2 separate regions of the Sus scrofa genome follow, and region 1 is linked to region 2. A link is a contact called in public HiChIP or PLAC-seq data. All regions are on one chromosome and are shown on one strand. Each heading gives the region's core, a stretch centred on a gene start, on an enhancer-like site or on the middle of the called end of the contact. The rest is flanking DNA. Distances are from core to core; before and after follow the strand shown.

Region 1 (3,916 bases), core at 1,388-3,887, 170 kb after region 2:
AAAAAAATGAAAAAATTTTAAAAGTAAATAAATGGTGTTGTTCATCTGTGTCATTCACTTGTGCATCCCTAGGGTCTGAGGCAGTGCCTGGCAATTTGTGTGAGCTCAAAAACTGTGTTGATCAAATGAGCAAATCAAGAATAAACAAATCATTCAAACTACATATTAGAAAAGGTGGGAAAGCATTTTGTAAGAGGATAACAATGAATCGCTTTGGAGGAGTTGGAGAGCAGAGCCTGGGTCAGGGAGAGGATGAAAAAGGGTTCCTCATCTCACACGGGTGAAAAAGTCCAAGAGGTATGTTAACGTGGGAGCTGCCACCTCTGTTTCTCTCCAACTTCCTCCTCTGAAAAAAAAATAAAATAAAAAGGTTTTGGGACCTTTAACACTGGGCCCCAAAACTCATGTGGTGAATGAAAGCCACCTGCCCAAGATCCTGGCCCCTGTGACAGGCTCGGAGCCCTGTTCAGGTTCCGCATTTAGTGTGACTCAGATGCTACCCCATCCCAAGGTTAAGGACATGGATCTGGACAATTCACAAGCACCTCTGAAAATAACTTTAACTTCCTCCGTTAATACCACCTCCAGACTTACTCCAAAATTAAATCCCTGTCTTGTTTGTTTTTCCAATACCTGCTCCTCCACTAACCAAACTGTTTTACACAAGTATCTAACCTACTCATGGGGAAACTCTGGCTATGAGGACCACAGTGGGGAACATAAAGGCCTTGTGGGGATTCAGTGACCACATCTTGGATAAAGCCCAGGATGGAGAGGCATTTCACCAAATGGTATTCCACAGTGAGCAGCATTATAGTCCAGTGGGTGTTTCCAGGGCAATCCCACCCACATCACCTTTGATGTCTTATAATTGACTTTTCTCCCATTAAGCTTATAAAGCTATCTACAAGCTCTGGGCACGAGGTCACAGAGATCACCAGACCTGTGCTGGCAGGAAACACAGAATGTGGCCTTGAATCAAAAGAGAGCTTCAAAGACTGACCATCCTCCCTCCAACCCTAATGGAGCTACCAAAATCTGAGGCCTGTTATCTTGTAGGTTCCCAAGTCTAAGCCAGGCTCTTAAGAAGAAAAATGCCTAGGATCTTGAATCCATTACTACTAATAAATCCAAGCTTTTCATTTTCATAGAAATGGAAGCACTTTAAAACGTGGTTGCCAACGGTTGCCTGAGCCAGTCAAGGAAGTAGAGGAAGATGAGGTAACAAAAATGTGAAGAATGAGGCTTTAAGTCCTATTCCCATATATCTTTATTCCTAGCTCAGTAGAGAATGTATCAGACCAAAGAAGGTCAAAGAATCCCTGGGGTGAGTTGCAATGAATAGTGTGATGATATAATTGAAATGACATGACTGTTCTCACAGTTGGAGGCAAAGGTGAGGGGGATGAGTAGTCCAAGAACAAGTAAATAGGTACTTTTCATGCCCAGGTTCTACATATTTTAGAACTTTCTGGGCTACTTCCCAGGGAAATTAAAGAATGAGGATGTCATAGGAAGGAGAGGAGGGTTCCTATCATCCACCACTCTACTTGCAGCTCAGAAAACCCAGAATGCAAGAGGTAGGCCGCAGAAAGTTTCGTGCTTATTTTACCTCTTCTCTGTCATTATTTTAAACATGTGTCGTACCAGGAATGTTGTTAGTTCATGACACAGAAAACATAGATAAGCAGTTCTTTGGAATTTGGGGGTGAGGAAGAAAACAGTGCATATACATAACTCCAGCCCAATGTCATCCTGTGGTCATTGCTTAATACAAATGAAAGATATTGTGCCACCAGTAGAAGATAGAAGCGATACTGTTTTAGAAAATAATAACCTTGCAACCAGAGGTGGTCAGAAAAGCAAGGAAGTGATCATCACCAAAGTTAGGATAGTGGTTACTTCTAGGAGGGAGGGAGGGGGTGTGGTCTAGAAGGTCAACAAAGGAGGGGTATCTGGGCTGGCAATGTTCCCTTTCTTGATTGAGGGGTGTTCACTTTGTAAGTATACATTATGCTATATATTTATGTTTTCTATTTGTATATTCTATTTCATAATTTTCAAAAGGTTAAAAAAGGAAAGAAAATAATAACCCTCCCTTTATTGAGGAAAAAACACTTTACTGCAGAGCTTAGCTCTAGTTATTTAAACATCTTTCTCTGTTGATATCTAGGTTCCTTCCATAGATTGTTATTCTGGGAGAAAAAGAGGGTGGATTTTTGAGGAGCCATGAGTAGACTACTGTTAAAGCTCCAGTATAGATGGCATACCAGAGATTTTTTTTAGTACTGGAGTGTGTTGGGAGTATATATTTAAGAGTCCAATTATTCGAGTCAGAATTCAATGGGGCTCCACAAGATACCAGAAAGTTCTACAAAGGTTTGGCAGTGTTCACAAAGCAGTCATCAGACACAAAGACAGGGGATACAAAGGGGGTTATGAAATCATCGAGATAAATACAAAAATTTTTAAAAAGATATTAAGAACTCAGTTCTTCCAGTTCAGGGCATAGCAGAGCCTCAGGGCCTCTCTGTGAAGAAAATCCCTCCTGTGTTTGGCATCTGAGTGACTCACCCAGAAAACCATCCACTGCGTGCAGCAAAAAGGAAATGAATCATGGAAGCTTCTGACCTTTGCCCTTGTCATCCCGGCACAGGGAAGCCACCCACAGACAGTCTCAACAGAGCTGGAGACAGGGCAGTCAAACAAGGCACACAACAATGATGCAGATCTATTGGCAGAGGTCTGGATAACACAGCTCAGGGGGTGAGAATCAGGATAAGCACTGATTTTATGATACCAAAAAACCCTAGCTGTTGAACTGGCATTGAGGACAATTTGGCAGAATCCTGCTGTTTTAGGCAATCATAGGAACTCCTTCCATCAGTAACTGGGTTTGGAATTTGAAGAATTTGCTTGGCTTGCTTAGAAGTAGACCAAACTCATACATGTACGAAAGTTGGAATGAATTTGATGGAATCATTTACATTTAAGAAGATGTGAGTCCAATGTCTGTATTCAGAAAAGCAAAGGGTTTACAAAGATTGGCAGAGGCTGTCCTAATACAACCCAGTACTCCAGGGGGATGATTTCAGTTTTCAACAAAATCAGGATGCCTTCAAAACATTCACCTAAAAGCTAAATATAGTTCATCCAAAAACATGCACAGAGTAGAAGAAGGAAACCTAGGGGAAAAGAAGGAAACTCTTTAATTGCCTATATTACTGAATACAACTTCATGTGGGGATAGTCCATGGAGGTGAGCTGATCTCCCAGTTCTCTGCTCATCCTGCTGGGATGTAGAGTTCAAAGGCATTTCCCTCCATGCCAGGGTGAGCTTTCTAATGGTGGTCTCTCCCCCATATGGGCCTACAAAAGCTTTCTATATTTCTATATTAAGAAATAATATATATATAGAAATATATATTTCTATATTTCCTTATTATAAAAGAATATACCAGCCCTCAAAAGACATCACCCAAGGATTTCCCTGTGGCTCAGCAGGTTAAGGATCTGGTGTTGTGACTGCTGTGGCTAGGGTCACTGCCATGGTGCAGGTTCAGTTCCTGGCCTAAGAACTTCTGCATGCTGTCTGTGGGTTTGGCAAAACAAAAAAACCAACCAACACCCCCCCCCCCCCGCCACATTACCCAAGCCCTTGCCTTCTGGATGAACTAGGCTAAGAAACCCCTTCCCTGGCTAGTTGGGAGGGTGGGAATTAGGCACTTGTATGTCACACAGCTTAATGCAGAGCTCTGATTTGTGCTTGGTAACTCAAGTTGATAGAGGACATGGGATAGCAAATGATGTTCCAGTCACAGCTCAGGAACTGATTGGGGTCTAGAACCTTTCCTCTTCCTTCCATCCCCACCTCCCATTCTAGCCACTTTCCTCACTTTCATATTCTCTCTTCTTA
Region 2 (4,196 bases), core at 1,001-3,500:
TTTCTGAATTCAAACACCAGAAAATCAAACTTCCCTGAATTTTCGCATTATACTAAATATTAAAATAAAATGGGGTGGGGCTTGGCACAGGGGTGGGCAATGACATTTATTACATGTTAACTGTTTTATTTTATTGACCTAAACATTTAACTAACACAGATACCGAGTTCAGCTACTTCTACATCTCAGTGTGGACCTGCAAAATTTAGTTCTCACTCCTTGATGCTATCTTCCCACCTCCTTCTCATTGTTGTATGTTTTCAGGCCACACTTGGGCCTGAGTGTTTTCAGGCCACAGTGGCCCAGGCTTCTCAATTTCTCTTCCTGCTCTCAAGAAGACCCATTAGTAGTTCTCTTTGCTCATATTCTCCCCTCCACCAGATTTTCAGGCTCTAATTACAGTTCCCTCTGCCCAGTTAAGATTACCAGCATCCCCTTCTGAGATAGAGCAATGCCGATGTGACACCCTGGCTTCAGTTCAGTCTCTGGCAACTCAACATACTATTTTCCCATTGGGTTATGCAATAGAACATCATAGTATGAAACTTAAGTTCTCATGTAAAATGAAATTAAAAAATGCTCTCGAACAGGAATTTCACTAGGATGGCATGCCCATATGCACATGACAAGCAGAACTTGGGGCAAATTCAGTAAGATAGTGAAATGAAAGACATTATCAAGATAGAGCAATGCAGTAAGTCCAAGGCCTTTGGCAGTGTTTGGGAGGGTAAACAATAGATTTCAGTCTGACAAGATTAGGTTATCTTTGTTGAGTACTAAACTGGCATTGTTGTCAAACAGGGAGTGAGGGGTTCTGAAAACAAAGTATCTTTAAAGTGTTTATGTTCATTCTCATTGGGAAGAGAATACACATGTACAAATGCTGAAATATGGCCAAAGGGTATCACATAAACTGAATAAAGTGTTGATTAGAAGGACATAAAGCCAACCAGGCTTCTGAAAAAGTTAGGTTTTGAAACAAGCTCTGAAGATGGTGGTGGAAGGCAACTAGCCAAGAAAGAGTGGAGAATTTCTACAAATCATGGAGGAAACCATTTGAAACTTAATCCAATAAGACTGAAATTTTGATAGCTGGCTCTTAAGTGAGATAGTTATTTCAAAGCTGCCAATAGGTTTTTCCTGTTTGTTTTGTATTTTCAAAATTTAGCTGGAAGTGGAGGCATAGTGGGGAGGGTTACTCTTTTGTCTTGGGAAAAAATTCTTACTTACAGCATTTTGATTATGTAAAAAGAAAGCCCAAATTCAAATCTGGAATGGAAAGTGTGAGACCATGAAAACTAAGCTGCTCTGTATGATTTTGTCAAAGTCATCATCAGTGTGGACTGGAACGCCTCCCTGGGAGAAGAACGGAATTCTTAACTTGCTAGAGTCAGTGAAAACCTAATGGCCTGGAGTTTTCACTGGGGCTCAGTAGAGTGAATATGACTAGCATCTGTGAGGTTGCGGGTTCAATCCCTGGCCTCGCTCAGTGGGTTAAGGATCCAGTGTTGCCGTGAGCTTAGTGTAGGTTGCAGATGTGGCTGGGATCCTTCATTGCTGTGGCTGTGGCATAGGCCAGTGGCTAAACCTCTGATTCAACCCCTAGCCTAGGAACTTCCATATGCCATGGGTGTGGCCCTAAAAAAAAAAAAAAAAAAAAAAAAAAAAACCTAAAGACCTGGGCTCCAGGGAGGAAGGATATTGTCAAAGGCCATGAAGTGTTAAACTGGATCCTGCAATAGGGTGGCAGGACTAGGCTTAGAGGAAGGTTGAAAGAGTAAAGGACATCTTTTTTTTTTTTTTTTTTGTCTTTTTTAGGGCCACACCCATGGCATGTGAAGGTTCCCAGCTAGGGGTCTAATCAGATCTGTAGCCACCAGCCTATGCCAGAGCCACAGCAACACCAGATCCAAGCCTTGTCTGCAACCTACACCACAGCTCACAGCAACTGCGGATCCTTAACCCACTGAGTGAGGCCAGGAATCAAACCTGAAACCTCATGGTTCCTATGGAGCCACAACAGGAACTCGAAGGGACCTCTCCTGAGTGCTTGACCAATGAATTCTAGTGGGAGATAGCATTCATGTTACTGTTCCTTTTCTACAGAGTAATTCTCTTCTGTTATCCCCAAACCACTGGTAAAGTTTTATAAACTAGACAGCCTGGTTTTAGAAGTGTTTAGAAAATCAACTGTGCCCACACTGAGAGGATTTCCAGAAGCCTGAAGAAGCAGTTGTGAAACTTCCCGAGTCCACCCACAGAAAAGCTTAGAACATTAAGCCAGGCAGAGAGGAAGCCCATGAGTGCCCATTAACGGCTAGACTTCTTGCCAGTTTGGGAGTGGAAATGAGGCTTATAAATTGTTATTAGGTGTTAAATAGAAGGTGACCCCTGGAACCTGAGAACTTGGGTTATCTCAAGGTTGATCATGGGCAAGACCATGAAAATCCAGATTTGGGGTTTTATAAATTAAACACCCAGAGATGCACCACTCATTGAAAATCCATATGGGTGAGCACTAGGTACTGATAATTAGCTGTAACTAGCTGTGAAACTCAGATTAAGTCAGGTAACTTCTCTAAGCCTCAATTTCATCACCTACAAAGTGAAGGAAATTAGATTAGATCAACTCTAAGATAAATATTAGATCAAAAGTTCTGCAATTGGATCTCCTCGCCCCCTCACCTTAATATTTTATAAAACAGGAAACCTAAAAAAAAAAGAAAAAAAATCAAAATCAAAAGCTCAAGAAAAAGAAAGTCATTGCAGTAAGTAGCAGTTACCAGATGGTCACTAGCCATATAAAATACTACTGTGCTTTGTTTTATTATGGCTGTTATAGATATATTACTCTCCATCTTCTTAGGGATTCATATTACTTTACTGACTAACCCTCTCCTCTACAGTATACTCTTTTTTATCTTAAGAATACCTACCTTTTTTTTCTTTTGGATTCCCCATGGCATATGGTGTTCCCAGGCCAGGGATCAGATCCAAGCCATAGTTTCAAGCTACACTGCAGCTGTGGCAAATTGAGATCCTTAACCCACTGTGCCAGGCCAAGGATTGAACCTGTATCCCAGCGCTCCAGAAACATGGCAGATCCCATTGTACCATAGCGGGAACTCCAATAGTATTTATCTCTTGCTTTATATAATTACCATCTGTATTTCTGATTAAAATAGAAGTGTCATGAGAGTTTTTTTTCTTTACTGACGTATTTTCAGCATCTAGCCACACCATCTGGCAAATGGTGGATATTGAATTAATATTTATTGACTAAATAAATCAGTAAAAGAAAGAAGAAATGAATGATACTCCCTGTGTATTCCTTTTAGAAGATCAGACCTGGAAGTGGTTACGTTTTACATATTACAGTTGATCATAACCCAAAATCAAGCAAGATTGTCTAACAATTCTTTCAATTTCCAACTATGTAGACACTAATTACATCTCACAAACTTGTTTCCAGTGAAAATGTCTGATCAGATAAACTATGGTGTCCCAGGATCACTAAGAACAATAGTTGCTTTATGAATGAAGATACTTTACACTTTCTGGGGAGATTTTTTTTTAATGTGCATTTCTCTTTAATGATCCAAGACCTGGATAACATGTAAAGTACCAGGAGAAAGTCATGCTGGGATGAATAGGAATGAGGAGCCAAACTTGAAACCAGTTAAGGCCGCCTGGTCTCATGAGATTACATCACCATCACCACCTCCATCAATAATTAAAGCCAGTGAAGCTTTTACTGTAATTGAAGCACGACTACATGATTTTAAAAGACTGAAGAACTGGAGTTCCCATCATGGCTCAATAGAGATGACTCTGACTAGCCTCCATGAGGATGCAGGTTCAATCCCTGGCCTCGCTCAGTGGGTTAAGGATCTAGCATTGTATGAGCTGTAGTATAGGTCACAGACATGACTCAGATACTATGTGGCTATGGTTCAGACCAGCAGCTGTAGCTCTCATTCAACCCCCTAGCCTGGAAACCTCCATATGCCACAGGTGCAGCCCTTAAAAAAAAAAAAAGACTGAAGAACAACTTTTTTGCCCAAATAAAAAAACAGTCCCTGAATGGAGAAAAAGACCAATGTTTTACTTTCTAAACCTATTCCTAGGGCCTAAGAAAATTCAAAGTTCTAATTAAAACATTCAAGATACAGGCTCCTAAGAGAATTTGTTTATTT

Evidence for each region. HiChIP or PLAC-seq counts read pairs in DNA pulled down with a chosen protein or histone mark.
Region 1: a contact with region 2 is called in an H3K27ac HiChIP or PLAC-seq map of alveolar macrophages. The contact joins two enhancer-like sites. A contact is called at or near these places in 1 of 47 Hi-C or Micro-C datasets (embryonic fibroblasts) and 1 of 2 datasets of contacts at active chromatin or transcription factors (alveolar macrophages).

What each region holds. Positions count from the first base shown.
Region 1 is chr5:39,267,159-39,271,074 of Sscrofa11.1, forward strand. No RefSeq gene overlaps it. Among named protein-coding and RNA genes, the nearest start is that of PHLDA1, 50 kb to the right of the region's middle. Within about 2 kb of position 2,638, at least 28 of the 83 cell types and tissues checked have an H3K27ac peak or open chromatin away from gene starts, as enhancers often do. A contact at or near this core is called in alveolar macrophages, where this site is marked.
Region 2 is chr5:39,094,656-39,098,851 of Sscrofa11.1, forward strand. No RefSeq gene overlaps it. Among named protein-coding and RNA genes, the nearest start is that of PHLDA1, 220 kb to the right of the region's middle. Within about 2 kb of position 2,251, at least 2 of the 83 cell types and tissues checked have an H3K27ac peak or open chromatin away from gene starts, as enhancers often do. A contact at or near this core is called in alveolar macrophages, where this site is marked.